3 separate regions of the Mus musculus genome follow, and all the other regions are linked to region 1. The links are chromatin contacts, called in public ChIA-PET maps. All regions are on one chromosome and are shown on one strand. The core of a region is the stretch at or near the end of the contact, and the rest is flanking DNA. Distances in the headings are between cores, read along the strand shown. Region 1 overlaps Myl12b (myosin, light chain 12B, regulatory). Region 2 holds the start of Emilin2 (elastin microfibril interfacer 2). Region 3 overlaps Emilin2 (elastin microfibril interfacer 2).

Region 1 (3,981 bases), core at 509-3,008:
GATCCTCCTGCCTTTGTCTCCCCAGTGCTTGAATCACAGGCCTGTGCTGCCAACACTTGTACTTTTATGAGGTGTTGGAGATGGACCCTGAGGCTCCACGAGTAAATACCAGTGGCCCACATCCTCAGGCCCCTTCACGCCATATCTTATCCTAGTCGGCCATCACTGGGAAGAGAGGCCCCTTGGTCTTGCAAACTTTATATGTCCCAGTACAGGGGAAAGCCAGGGCCAAGAAGTGGGAGTGGATGGGTAGGGGAGCAGGGCAGGGGGAGGGTATAGGGAACTTCCAGGATAGCATTTGAAATGTATATAAAGAAAATACCTAACTAAAAAAACTACTCACGGGGAGTGGTGGTGCATGCCTTTTATCCCAGCACTTGGGAGGCAGAGGCAGGCTGATTTCTGAGTTCGAGGCCAGCCTGGTCTACACAGTGAGTTCCAGGACAGTCAGGGCTATACAGGGAAACACTGTCTCGAAAAACCAAAACCAAACCAAACCAAAAACTACTTAAAAAAAAAAAAAAAAAGGTTTATACACACACACATACACACACACACACTAATGGCCATAGACCTCAAAGAGGACACTGTTAGATTTATTTATTGGACATTGATTTTGCTTTGTCTTAAACATTGAAAGTACCTCTTGGTACCCTACACCAGTCTTTTCAATCCGGCCATAATGAGACACAGCTAGACTGGAGGTCAGTGGGCCAAGGATAGCCGTGTCTGCTGCACCAGCTCAAGCCAAGTGACTGCATCCCTGGATGCTGTGGTTCCCTCGATGGTTTTACATCTTTGCTGCCTCTCTGTTCTACGCGACACCGCAACAATGAGCTTTTCAAGCACAAACCATGTTTCCCCCCCCTACCTACAGTCATGGGATTCCCTATCTCGACTCTACATCGATGACACACTTGAAAGCAATCTTCGTGTTCTCATTCATTACTGTCATTGTGCTTTGGGTGAGAGTCTGCCTTGCACTAGGATCGCTTCCTGTCAAGCAGACCTCAACCAGGCTGTATCTCCCAGGGAGCGTTTCTGTCCACTTTCCACCATGCAGTGTTCTTGGTCACCACACGGTATTTATGTGGCTTTGCCTCTTCTGTCTGTCCTGGCCCTTAGTCAGCAACACTCACAAGAGCATGCTGGGTAACGGGTACTAGATAAATGGCTTGGTGTCTATTTCTGTCTAGTCTTAGTCACACGACAAGCCACTTGCATTTCCCTAGAAGCAGCGAGATAAAGATCAAAGGTGTAACTAGCTCTTAAAGACGCTGAGGTGTATTTAAACTTCTGAAGATGAGAATGTGGCAAAGTCTGAATTTTACAAAGCTGGAAACCTGAAGAAAGGAGCACCCCACACTATCGCTCGTTTGTTTTATACTCCACTTGAGTCAGCATCATCTTTATTTCAAAATAACATTTTTATTATATAAAAATGTAAAAAAAAAAAAATCCAGCAAAACCAGAAATCCGGATATATTGTCCTGGGCTTTCACAGTGGTTCATTTTTTATTTGCATCTCGTTTTCAGTACAATTTACAACATTGTCCCCCGTTCCAGTCTGATTATGCACATGCTAAGTGACAGAAAGGGCCTGGAATAAATACATTTAAAAAAAAAGCTCTCAACTAAGTGGCACACAGTAGGCCCTATGGGGGAGGGGAAGTGACTGAGAAACTAAGTGGCACGCAGTAGGTCCTATGGGGTGTGTGTGTCTGAGACAGGAAGTGAGCAAGCAAACGCAAGAGGCGTGTCAGCCGCCGCAGCTCTTCAGTCATCTTTGTCTTTCGCGCCGTGCTTCAGGATGCGTGTGAACTCAATGTAGTTGAAGTTCCCCTTTTTGTCAATGGGGGCCTCTCTGTACAGCTCATCCACTTCCTCGTCTGTGAAGCGGTCGCCCATGGTGGTCAGCAGCTCCCTCAGGTAATCCTCCTGGATGGTGCCTGGAGGGCAACAAAGGGCAGGCTCATGGCACAATGTGACAAACCAACCCCTAGTCAGCAATTCGGCACTCTCATCCACGAGCCGCTTCCCAGCCCCTCCAGAGCACTCTATGAACACTAAATTGATTTTTAAAAGTGTCAAAGTAGAGATAACTCAGTAGTTAAGAGCACAGGCAGAGCCCAGCACCTCCTGTCTCACAACCATTTGTAACTTTAGTCCCAAGAATCGTATGCCTGCTCTGGCCCCTGAAGGCCACCAGGTGTGCATGTGGTACACACACACAGCTGTAATATTTACACACAGAAAAGAAAAACAACTTTTTAAAAACCACAATATAGAAACACAAAGTCCAGTCAAAATTAAGAGGTGGCTGCCCAGAACAAGAGGCAGTTTCACCCAGAGCCACTGCAGGGACAGCCATGTGCCAGGGCCATGGGAGGGAGATACCAAGGTGATGTGTGAGACCCAGCAGGAGGTTAGTGCGGAATAAAAGGAGAAATGACTGAAGAAGGAAGGAGGAGGAGAGGAAGGTGAGATGGGAAGGCTTTTCACACTGAAATGTGATTCTCCAGACAAAACAGAGCAAAACCCCAGGTAGCCCAGAGACACAGAACACTTCAAAGAACACTTCAAGTGCTCGTGCTGTAAACTATGCTTTTCAGAGAAGCCAGGGGTCTCAGAAAGCACAGCTTTCACTGTCCAAGACTACCTAACGATACATTTGATTTTGTTAGGAAGCTTGAAGCCAGATGCAAAGGTGCATGAGCTAGGCGAAGCCGTTCGTTTCATGACCTACAGCAGATCTATGGCCAGGCCATTTTCGGTTCTACTGCCCTATTTTAAAGTAACAAGCTTGGTTAGCTTGTTTTTGCTTTGACTAAAAAAATTTTACACATTAAAAAATGTCCTAAAATATGCTCCATGTACCCTCAAGTGAGGACACACACACACAGCGCGTTACCTGTGGCTTCCTCATCAAAGCAAGCGAAGGCGTTTCTGATGACGTCCTCGGGGTCAGTGCCGTTTAGCTTCTCCCCAAACATGGTGAGGAACATGGTGAAATTGATGGGGCCCGGGGCCTCGTTCATCATGGCGTCCAGGTAGGCATCAGTGGGATTCTTCCCTGTGAGGGCGCACATTGGAACAAAGGAGAAAACCCACTTAGGTTGGCATGGTTTGGCTATCGCTATGCTAGCACACTTATTATTTTAAAGGTTTTTATTACATGTACATGTAATATTCAGGATAACACATGTATGGAGGTCTGAGGACAACTTTCAGGAGTTGGTTCTCTGCTTCTTCAAGGGTTCTGGGGATCAAAACCCACAAGCGTAAGACAAAAACATCTTTCTGTGCGGAACCATCTTGCTATCTTCTTCATTGCTTTTTATTAAAAATCAACAACAACAACAACAACACCCCAAACTCTCAGAGTTTGACAGGCAAAACACCATACTATCACAGGCTGAATATTGATTCTACATTGGTTCATCAAGGGTTGTCTCAACAACAGCAATTACAAGACAAATCAACATTTGTCTAATCGTTTTTAATCATGATACAGTTGCCCGTGGTCTGGTATGCTTCAAAATGACTTATAAGCTCATCATCTGAGTTAAACCTTTTAGGTCAGCTTACGGCTTGCAGCTTATTTTGAATGATTCTATAGAAAGCACTGTCAACCCAAGTGCTGTTACTCTCCTGCCTCCTCCTCCTGCGTGTTGATGGATGAGCCACCAGGCCATACCTGGACTGGAACACTCACAGTAAAGAGAGACCCTGATTTAAGTGCCTATCGAAAACAAATCGTAGGACATCAGCTAGAGAATTCCTGACAGTGTGTGCGTGCGCATGCACTCGCCCGCATCAGTGCCATGGAGAACTCAGAGAGGACTAAGAACGATTTCCAGGAGCCAGGCCTCTCCATCCTGGGGCTCACACTGAGGTCACGAGGCTTGGCAGAATTCACCTTCACCTGGTGAGCCATCTCATCAGCTCCATTTACGGTTTTTACAAAAATTTATTCCCCCT
Region 2 (3,981 bases), core at 410-2,909, 340 kb after region 1:
ACAATCCTCACCATCACGTGTCCCCAACAGCCTTTTATCCACACCAGCGGTCTCCTGAGATCTGGCTTCCACAAAAACTCAAAGAGCTCCCTGATCACCAATTGGGTGAGTACAATGTGTTCGCAGAACCCGCGCTAACAAATCATCGCCCCCCCCCCACCCCGCCCCCGTGCCCAGTTTTTAAGATGCTGGAATCTTTATGAGCAAAAAAGATGTTTAACTATTCTGCACATCACCAAGGGCTATTCCATTCGGAGATCTGCCTCAAGAATCCACAAACCCAACTTGAGAAGAAAAGGGACAAACGTTCTAAAGCAACCTGAGGAGTTTAGTTTAGAAAATCATAACGCTGAAGAGGACAGTTGGGACAAAACTCACCTCCTTCAGAACTCCAACTGGTCAAACCTCTCGGCTAATCCTTCATTTAAAACATTTTAGAATCTCTATGCGACCCAGAACATACAATATGGATCTAATTAGGTTCAGCTGCCTTATGTTAGTAATAAAATTGAAAGAGGAGGGGGGAGAGAGAGAGGAGAGAGAGAGAGAGAGAGAGAGAGAGAGAGATGGGGGTGGGGCCTTTGTTCATCCTCTCCTGTGGCCTAGGGAATCTCAAACTCCCAAATTTTGCGCATCTTCAAGGTTCACGCAGAACAGCACACCATTAAATAGCCCAGAGTAGCTGTGAGCCGTGCAGATATCAGACTTTGTAGAGGGTCTGGAAGAGATTTCCACAAGGACTGAAGTCCAGCGCTCCACCTCACCCACCCACTCGGCCCTCGTGCTCCCCGACTTACACCAGGGCGGATGGACAGGGCATCTGGTTCCAGGGACAGTTGTACTGAGCTTGAATAAAACTCTCGCTTCCCTCCTGTACCGTGCAGCTCACGTTCTTATTCACGATGTAGGCGCACCAGTTTCTGGGGTAGAGAGAAAAGGGCTGGATAAACTTGGAGAACAATGGGGAGAAGGGGGAGACGAATTGACCCAACAAGTTGGCGGTCACCAGCGCTGAAGGCAGGAGCTTGCCAAAGCTGCCACCCCAGGGTGTCTCTTGCGTCTTTGGAACACCAAAGAGTCCCAAACCTGCAGAACAGGATGTGTTCGTGTTCGGGCTCGGTGGCAGATCCCGTAGTTCTGCCGAACACTCCCCATTGCCCGGGTTCGCTTCAGGATGCTTGGGGCGCCTGGTGGGGAGCACATGGCCACCCGGGGGTGGCGACACCCCAAAAGCCTATGGGGCTCTCTCTGCTACCGCCCGTCGCCATTGCCGGGGCAGCTCTGGAGCCCGCAGGCGGATTCGGGAGTGACCGCCTAGGATCTGGGACTCTAGGGCTGGGGGCGAGCATAAGGGACACACTCTTACTTGTTCCTGGCACTGGGCCTCGCGTGGTACCCAGGCTGCGAGCTCGCGTGGCACAGTCCCGCGCCGCCCAGGGCCAGCAGGGCCAGCAGGGCCGGCGTCCAGCGACTGGGTGCTCGGGGTCGGGGCGGGGTCTCCTGACACATCTTGAGCCCCACAAGGCTGCAGGCGGCGGGGCCGCGGGAACCGGCAGCGGGCTCGGGCGCTCGGCGGCCCCTCTGGCTCTTCGTCCCCACGCCTCCGCACTGGCCGCTCCGCGGTCCCTCAATGACGCACAGGTCCCCCCGGGTGCCGCCCTCTTTAATTCACTTCCCTCTCCGAAACGTGACTCTTCCCTTCACCATCTCTCGGCCCATCGCCTCTCGGCAGGGGGTTCGGGGAAAGAGCCAAAGGGTTAGGAACCGGGGTCTTGGTTACAGACTTTTCAATTACACATTCCTTTGGTCTCTTCCCAAACGCCAGCAGCTCCGCCTCTCACCTTCCAAACAGCGCGACCCCAGCCCCTCCGGAAGTGCAGCAAGCTTCGGGCGGTCCCCACCTCGATCCCCCGGGGCCTCTCTCCGGCCAGAAGCCCAGGACCACCCATCAGTTATTGCCCCCCCCCCCCGGCGGGGGGAACCTACTCAAGGGGGACTCAGCGTCGATTTCTTCCTCTGAGGCCCCACCGCCGTCTACCCATCAATCTTTAAGGTCTTGGGCGAAAGTTGAAGACGCAGGAGCTCTCCTAGGCGCAGCTAGTACACGGCTTGAACTTTCCAAATGCGCGGGCTGCTCCTGGATAGTGGGGTTGCCTCCCCGCAGCTGCAAACTGTCATTTGCTACTCCAGTGTTTATGAGGAGATGTCCTGCTCGGACGTTTCTCTTTCCATCAGTATTAAAGGCGGATGTTTCGGTCGGTAAAATGCTGCGCAAACATGAAGACATGAGTTCAGATCCTCAGGCACCCACATAAAAAGTTAGACAGGCTTTCACAAACCTGTAATCCCAGTACTAAGGAGGTGGAGACAGAAGAATCTCTGAGGCTGCAGGCTCACTGACAGACCCTAGCTCAAGGGGGGAGTGCCAGAGAGAGCAATTGACAAGAGGATACAAGACATTAATCTCTGGCCTGCACACACGCACACAGTATGTATGTGCGGGCAAACATTTTTAAAAGACCATTTATTATAATAGTTTTTTTTTGTCTTTGCATCTAAATAGTTCAGATTCTGTTGGTGCCTTCCTGCCTCCCTCCAACCCTTCATTCCTCCATCCTTCCCTCCCTCTCTTGCTCCCCCTGTTGGTCATGTTTTCTGCCTATTCAAACGCTACAGGGGTCTTTGCCAATTTCTCTATAGCCTGACCAAAGTGACTCCACAGATAAAATCAGCCACAGAGGGTAGGGTGTTCTACTTGGGAAGCTGGGGCAAGAGACTCACCTTAGAGGCTAGCCTAGGCTACACACTGCACCACCAAGGAGGGGTATTCTAGAGGAGAGAGAGAGAGAGCTATTCCTTTGAAATTAGTTGCTGCTCCTACCCGCCCTAGTTGGCAAGCCTAGGCTCACTGCTGTACCTGTGAACTAACATGACACTGTTGGCTGGGGGTTGGAGGGACAGGGAAAGTTGGCTATGTTTTGATAAAACTAAATGAAGCCACTGGTTGTTTTATTTTCTCATATGCTTTGCTTTGATGGTTTTATTGGGTCCTTTTGATTTGCAAATTGAAGAAAGAAAATTCCCAAAGTAGAAAATTGTACCATGTAAGGACATAATCCGTTCATGAACTTTCCAAGTGGAAGATTATACAAATAGTGGACTGAAGTCATCCTGCCTTCAAAAGAGCCACGGGGGAGAAATAACAAAGATAAAAGACTGTCCTGTGTAACCTGATCTATGCCTTTCTCTTTGTCTTCTCTGTCACCCAGCTCTAACCTCCATTTTGTCCATTGAGTGTCCTGGGGAAGATCTAGTCTAGAAATGGAGACTGCGTGAAGGAAAAAATAGGGGGCAACCCACAAGTTATGTCCATCAACAACCGGCAGCATGTGTGTATGCATGTGGGTATGTGTGTGTGTGTGTGCGTGCGTGTGTGTGTGTGTGTGTGTGTATGCGCACACGTGAGCACCTGTGTGTGCAGTATGTGCGTGCACGTGTGCATGTATATATGGGTGTGTGCATGTGTGCGTGCTTGTGTGTGTATGTGTGTGTATGTGTACACCTATATGTGTGTGCATGCATGTGTGTACGGGTGCATGTGCATATACCTGTGCATGCAGTGTGTGCACGTGCATGTGTATATGGGTGTGTGTGTGTGCATATGTGAGTGCCCATGTGTGTGTATGCGTGTGAGTGCCTGTGTGTTCATGTGTGCATGTGAGTACATGTATGTGTGCGCACACACACACGTGAGAGAGAGAGAGAGAGAGTGCACACACCTATATATAAAAGTGCTGGTGCCTGCAGAGGCCAAAGGTGTTGACTCTCTTGGAGATAGAGTTACAGGAAATTGTGAGCAGGCTGATGTGATTGTGGGAAATCAAACTAGGGTCTTCAGTATAGACACTTAACCACTGGGCCATCTCTCCAGGCCCAATTTTCCTTTTTTGTTTGTTTGTTTGTTTGTTTGTTTTTTAAGAC
Region 3 (3,981 bases), core at 655-3,154, 310 kb after region 1:
AAGTCCCTGACGACTTATCCTTCTTTATCCTCCTCCCCAGGGGCCTCTGGTCTTTATTTTCTCCCTAATTTCTCCAGAATGTCGAAGAGCTGAAACCACACGGGTCTTCTCAGTCTGGCTTCTCTCGATATGAGGGGTATTTCTAGTTCCTCCTGGCTTTTTATGACTTGACAGATACAATAGGCAGGCAGCCTACCACTGACCTACACCCCAACTTTGTTTGTTTGCTTGCTTGCTTGTTTTTTTCAAGACAGGGTTTCTCTTTGTAGCCCTGGCCATCCTGGAACTTACATTGTAAACCAGGCTAGCCTTGAACTCAGAGCTTTGCGTTGCCTCTGCTTCCTGAGTACTGGGATCAAAGGTGTGCATCACTGTGGCCCTGCAAGAGCATTTCTTTTTAAGGCATTGTCTAAAACATCGTTACGAAATACAACATGTCCTATTGCAAGAATTCAATGAAATGAAATCATTGATTGGATTAATAGTGTGTCACTCAAACAAAAGTACTGTATCTGCCCAAGTCTGTGTGATCTAATCTCCTATTTTAAGAAGAAAACTTTATCCTCTGGTCTAAGCAGCTGACAATTCTTCAGTCTTCTCAGAACTAAACTGGACTGTGTAATCCTGGGTTCAAGATGAACTACCTGAGAGCCACACACCCAAGGGTAACCCAGAGCTGTTCAATCCAAGGTGCCCACGAGTCACACAAACTACTTATATTTACATTAAAATAAAATCAAATATTTAATTCCAACAGCCACATTTCAAGTACATCAGAGTATAAATGTTACCACAGAAAATCCTACCAGACAGAGTTTGCTGAAGAGAATAAACGAGACGGTACAGGAAGCTGCAGGGGTAGACCTTGATGTTTGACCTCTATTAAACCACGCTTTCTGAGCCCAGCAGAGGGGACAGACAGCTTGTACAAAGACACCAAATGAAGCTCAAAAACAAATCTTTGCCAAGAGGACCGTCAGCGCGGTGCACCAACAACCAAGGCTCCTAAGCCTGCATTTGACATTCACCTATATTCTAGCGACTAAAACCTGGCACAGATCCAAAGCCCAGCACACACACACACACACACACACACACACACACACACCACCACCACCACCACCACCACCACCACCACCACCACCACCACCACCATGGGGACACAACTTCAGCCTGGGACTTTTCCAGAGTACACACTTTCTAGTAAGTTCTTTCCTTCTGCTCACTGGCCTGCCACAGCCTGAAGCCAACTTTTCTGGCTCAATTTGGCACATGCAGTTCCGGTGGCTCTCAACCTAGGAGGATGAAGAGAGGACCATACAGAATGACTCATCCCGGAGGATCCCAGGAGAGAAATCAGTGTGCTGCCAAGTCACATCTTCCCCTTAGAGCTCAACAAGTCACATCTTCCCCTTAGAGCTCAACTCAACTCTGACTTACTACGTAACTGAGAGTGACTGTCCACCCTCCATTCAAATCCCCAGGATTGGGACCGCAAGCATATACCACCACGCCTAATCGTAAGGAGTACTGGGGCGTTGAACTCAGGTCCTTGTGCGTGCTAAGCCAGCACTGCCGACTGATCCAGGTCCCAGCCTGTGACTTACTTTTCAGAATAAAATGGCAGTAAAATACATACAATATAACATTTAGCACCTTAGCATTTACTTATATATCTATATATTTATTAGTTCGGATTCAAACCCAGAACACTGTATATCCTAGTAAATGTCCCACCTCTGACCCCACCCAGCCCATCGTGACCATTATCATAGGATCAGGTCTGTAGGTCTGTGGGTGACGTTAATCTCCCTAACTTCCCAAATGAAAACCCTATAGTCACCGAACACGTACTCCCTGACACGTCTAACCTCTGTGGTTCATCACTTCCTCTGAGAATTCAATGGCTCCCGGTGCCTCGTGAACACACCATTAAAGCACTTGTCTTTTCATCTAGCCCTTTTCACACCCTAGCGGGTCTTGCATGTTGCAGGGCGTGTCTGAATTTCCTTCCCGTTTTACAAGCAATTCACTTCAACAAACTTGGTCTCCTTGAGAAACTGACAAGACGGTAGACTAATTTTTTAGGAACCACAGACATGCTTTTCCTATTTTTTGTGGGATTTTTTTTTTTTTTTTTGTCAGTGAATGACTAAATAAATGTACTTTTTCTGTTTATTGACCCTCTGCCAAAAACAAATGCAGTCAGGCAGTGAGGGCCATGGAGTTGAAAGTGATTTCAACACTGAAATGTTGGAATTTTTTTTTCTTTTTGGTTTTTCAAGACAGGGTTTCTCTGTGTAGCCCCAGCTGTCCTGGAACTCACTCTGTAGAGCAGGCTGGCCTCGAACTCAGAAATCCTCCTGCCTCTGCCTCCCAAGTGCTGGGATTAAAGGCGTGCACCACCACTGCCCGGCAAAATGCTGGAATTTTAAAATACTTCCCACTTGAATCTCGTGTCTGACTGAAAGTCAAAATGGTCATTTTACACATGGCCATCTCTAAACGTGGTCTATGCAACGTCAGGAGATGGACTCCGGTCCCTAGATCCCTCTTATGGCTCCATTCCAAGCCAAGGTCCTCCTTACAGCTTAAAACACAAACTCAGAGTCCACCTTCCCATCCTTTTCTGCTGCATCACACAGTTTTAATTGGATCACCACATGGAGAATCTGGCCTGGAGACAAAGAAGTGTGAAACATGTAGCTCGGCTCTTTAGGAAAATTCCCCTAAACTTTAAAAAGCCAGAATGCTTAGGCCATGACTTTTTTTTTTTTTTTAATCTGAAATGACTATATGAATCTAAACGTCAGGTTAATGAGTCTTGATTAAAGTTGTTACAAGGTAACAGATCCTAGATCAAAGCAATGCGTTCAGAATGAAAACACCCTTCCAGAAAGGGCGTTCTGGTTCTTGGAATGGGGAGACAGTTGTTGGGGGAGAGCCTGATTATAAGTTGATGGCTTTGTTATTTCCTCTTGAGTTAATTTCCTTACACACTTAGGGGCAAGTTAGGTTTCAAAACCCACTCAGTCTTTTGCCTTGATCATACAGAGTAATGAGTAGGTTTCCCCACACAATTTATAATTATCCTGGAGAAAAAAAAAAAAAGAAGTCTTCATTCCTAAAGAAAGGATTAAAGAAAACTCAGTGTCAAGCCCTCCCCAACTCAGCTACAGCAGATAATGGAGCTGTTATTCTTGGGTTAGCTCATGCATGGGACCTGCCTTCTGAGCAACTCAGTCGAGGTTATCTGGTGCTGGCCGCATCCAGCCCATCAACCATAGATTAAGGCTGTGTTCCAAGGAGGCCGCATTCTTAGCTCTGAGAAGTACATCCCCAGATCAAGTCACTGGGTGTTGGGAAAGAAAAGGGAGTCTGAGCGTGAGCCAGCTCACATGGTTTTAAATAAGAGCTCTCTATGGGAGGCCCATCTCTGTTGTAGGCTGTTCTTCCCATATGTACGGCTTCGGTTCTCATTCCTCTACTCTGTTTCCACATTCCTAGCAGCAGAAATCACAGAGAAACCAGCTCCCCTCCACTCCCTAATGAACTCATCCTTGTGTTCCCACAGTGTGGACCATGAGAACATCTGCTGGCCTGGGTCTGTGAGCCAGCCTTTCTTCTCAGAGCTACTGAAGAAGAATCTAATTTCTAGGTGTGTGTGTGTGTCTGTATGTCTGTGTGTGTCTGTGTGTGTCTGGGTATCTGTGTGTCTATGTGTGTGTGTGTTGTGCATCTGTGTGTCTGTATGTGCATAGGTGTCTGTGTGTCTGTGCCTGTATGTCTGTGTGTCTGTGTGTCTGTGCCTGTGTGTCTGTGTGTGTGTGTGTCTGTGTTTCTCTGTGTTTCTGTGTGTGTCTGTATGTGTATGTGTGTGTGTGTGAATTCATGTACACTAAAATGTATGTAGGTCAAAGGACAACTTGCACAAGGTGGTTCTCACTCTCCACCATGTAGGGTCCAGGTACCAAACTCTTC

What was found. ChIA-PET counts read pairs in DNA pulled down with a chosen protein or histone mark.
Region 2: a contact with region 1 is called in an RNA polymerase II ChIA-PET map of memory CD8 T cells, with 10 read pairs. The contact joins the promoter of Emilin2 here to the enhancer-like site in region 1. A contact is called at or near these places in 1 of 484 Hi-C or Micro-C datasets (the G1E-ER4 cell line) and 3 of 115 datasets of contacts at active chromatin or transcription factors (bone marrow-derived macrophages, embryonic forebrain and memory CD8 T cells).
Region 3: a contact with region 1 is called in an RNA polymerase II ChIA-PET map of memory CD8 T cells, with 32 read pairs. The contact joins two enhancer-like sites. A contact is called at or near these places in 3 of 115 datasets of contacts at active chromatin or transcription factors (bone marrow-derived macrophages, large pre-B cells and memory CD8 T cells) and 2 of 9 other capture datasets (adipose tissue and liver).

The regions. Positions count from the first base shown.
Region 1 is chr17:70,972,548-70,976,528 of GRCm38.p6, forward strand. Myl12b (myosin, light chain 12B, regulatory) reads right to left here. Exons shown (of 4, transcript NM_023402.2): 3 at 2,912-3,073; 4 at 1,416-1,949. The coding sequence ends at 1,777. Among named protein-coding and RNA genes, the nearest start is that of Gm46595, 5.0 kb to the left of the region's middle. Within about 2 kb of position 1,759, at least 70 of the 459 cell types and tissues checked have an H3K27ac peak or open chromatin away from gene starts, as enhancers often do. A contact at or near this core is called in bone marrow-derived macrophages and memory CD8 T cells, where this site is marked.
Region 2 is chr17:71,309,352-71,313,332 of GRCm38.p6, forward strand. It overlaps Emilin2 (elastin microfibril interfacer 2), which reads right to left and starts at 1,660. Exons shown (of 8, transcript NM_145158.4): 1 at 1,367-1,660; 2 at 798-920. The coding sequence starts at 1,509.
Region 3 is chr17:71,286,432-71,290,412 of GRCm38.p6, forward strand. The region is part of intron 2 of Emilin2 (elastin microfibril interfacer 2); the gene reads right to left. Among named protein-coding and RNA genes, the nearest start is that of Emilin2, 23 kb to the right of the region's middle. Within about 2 kb of position 1,905, at least 128 of the 459 cell types and tissues checked have an H3K27ac peak or open chromatin away from gene starts, as enhancers often do. A contact at or near this core is called in bone marrow-derived macrophages and memory CD8 T cells, where this site is marked.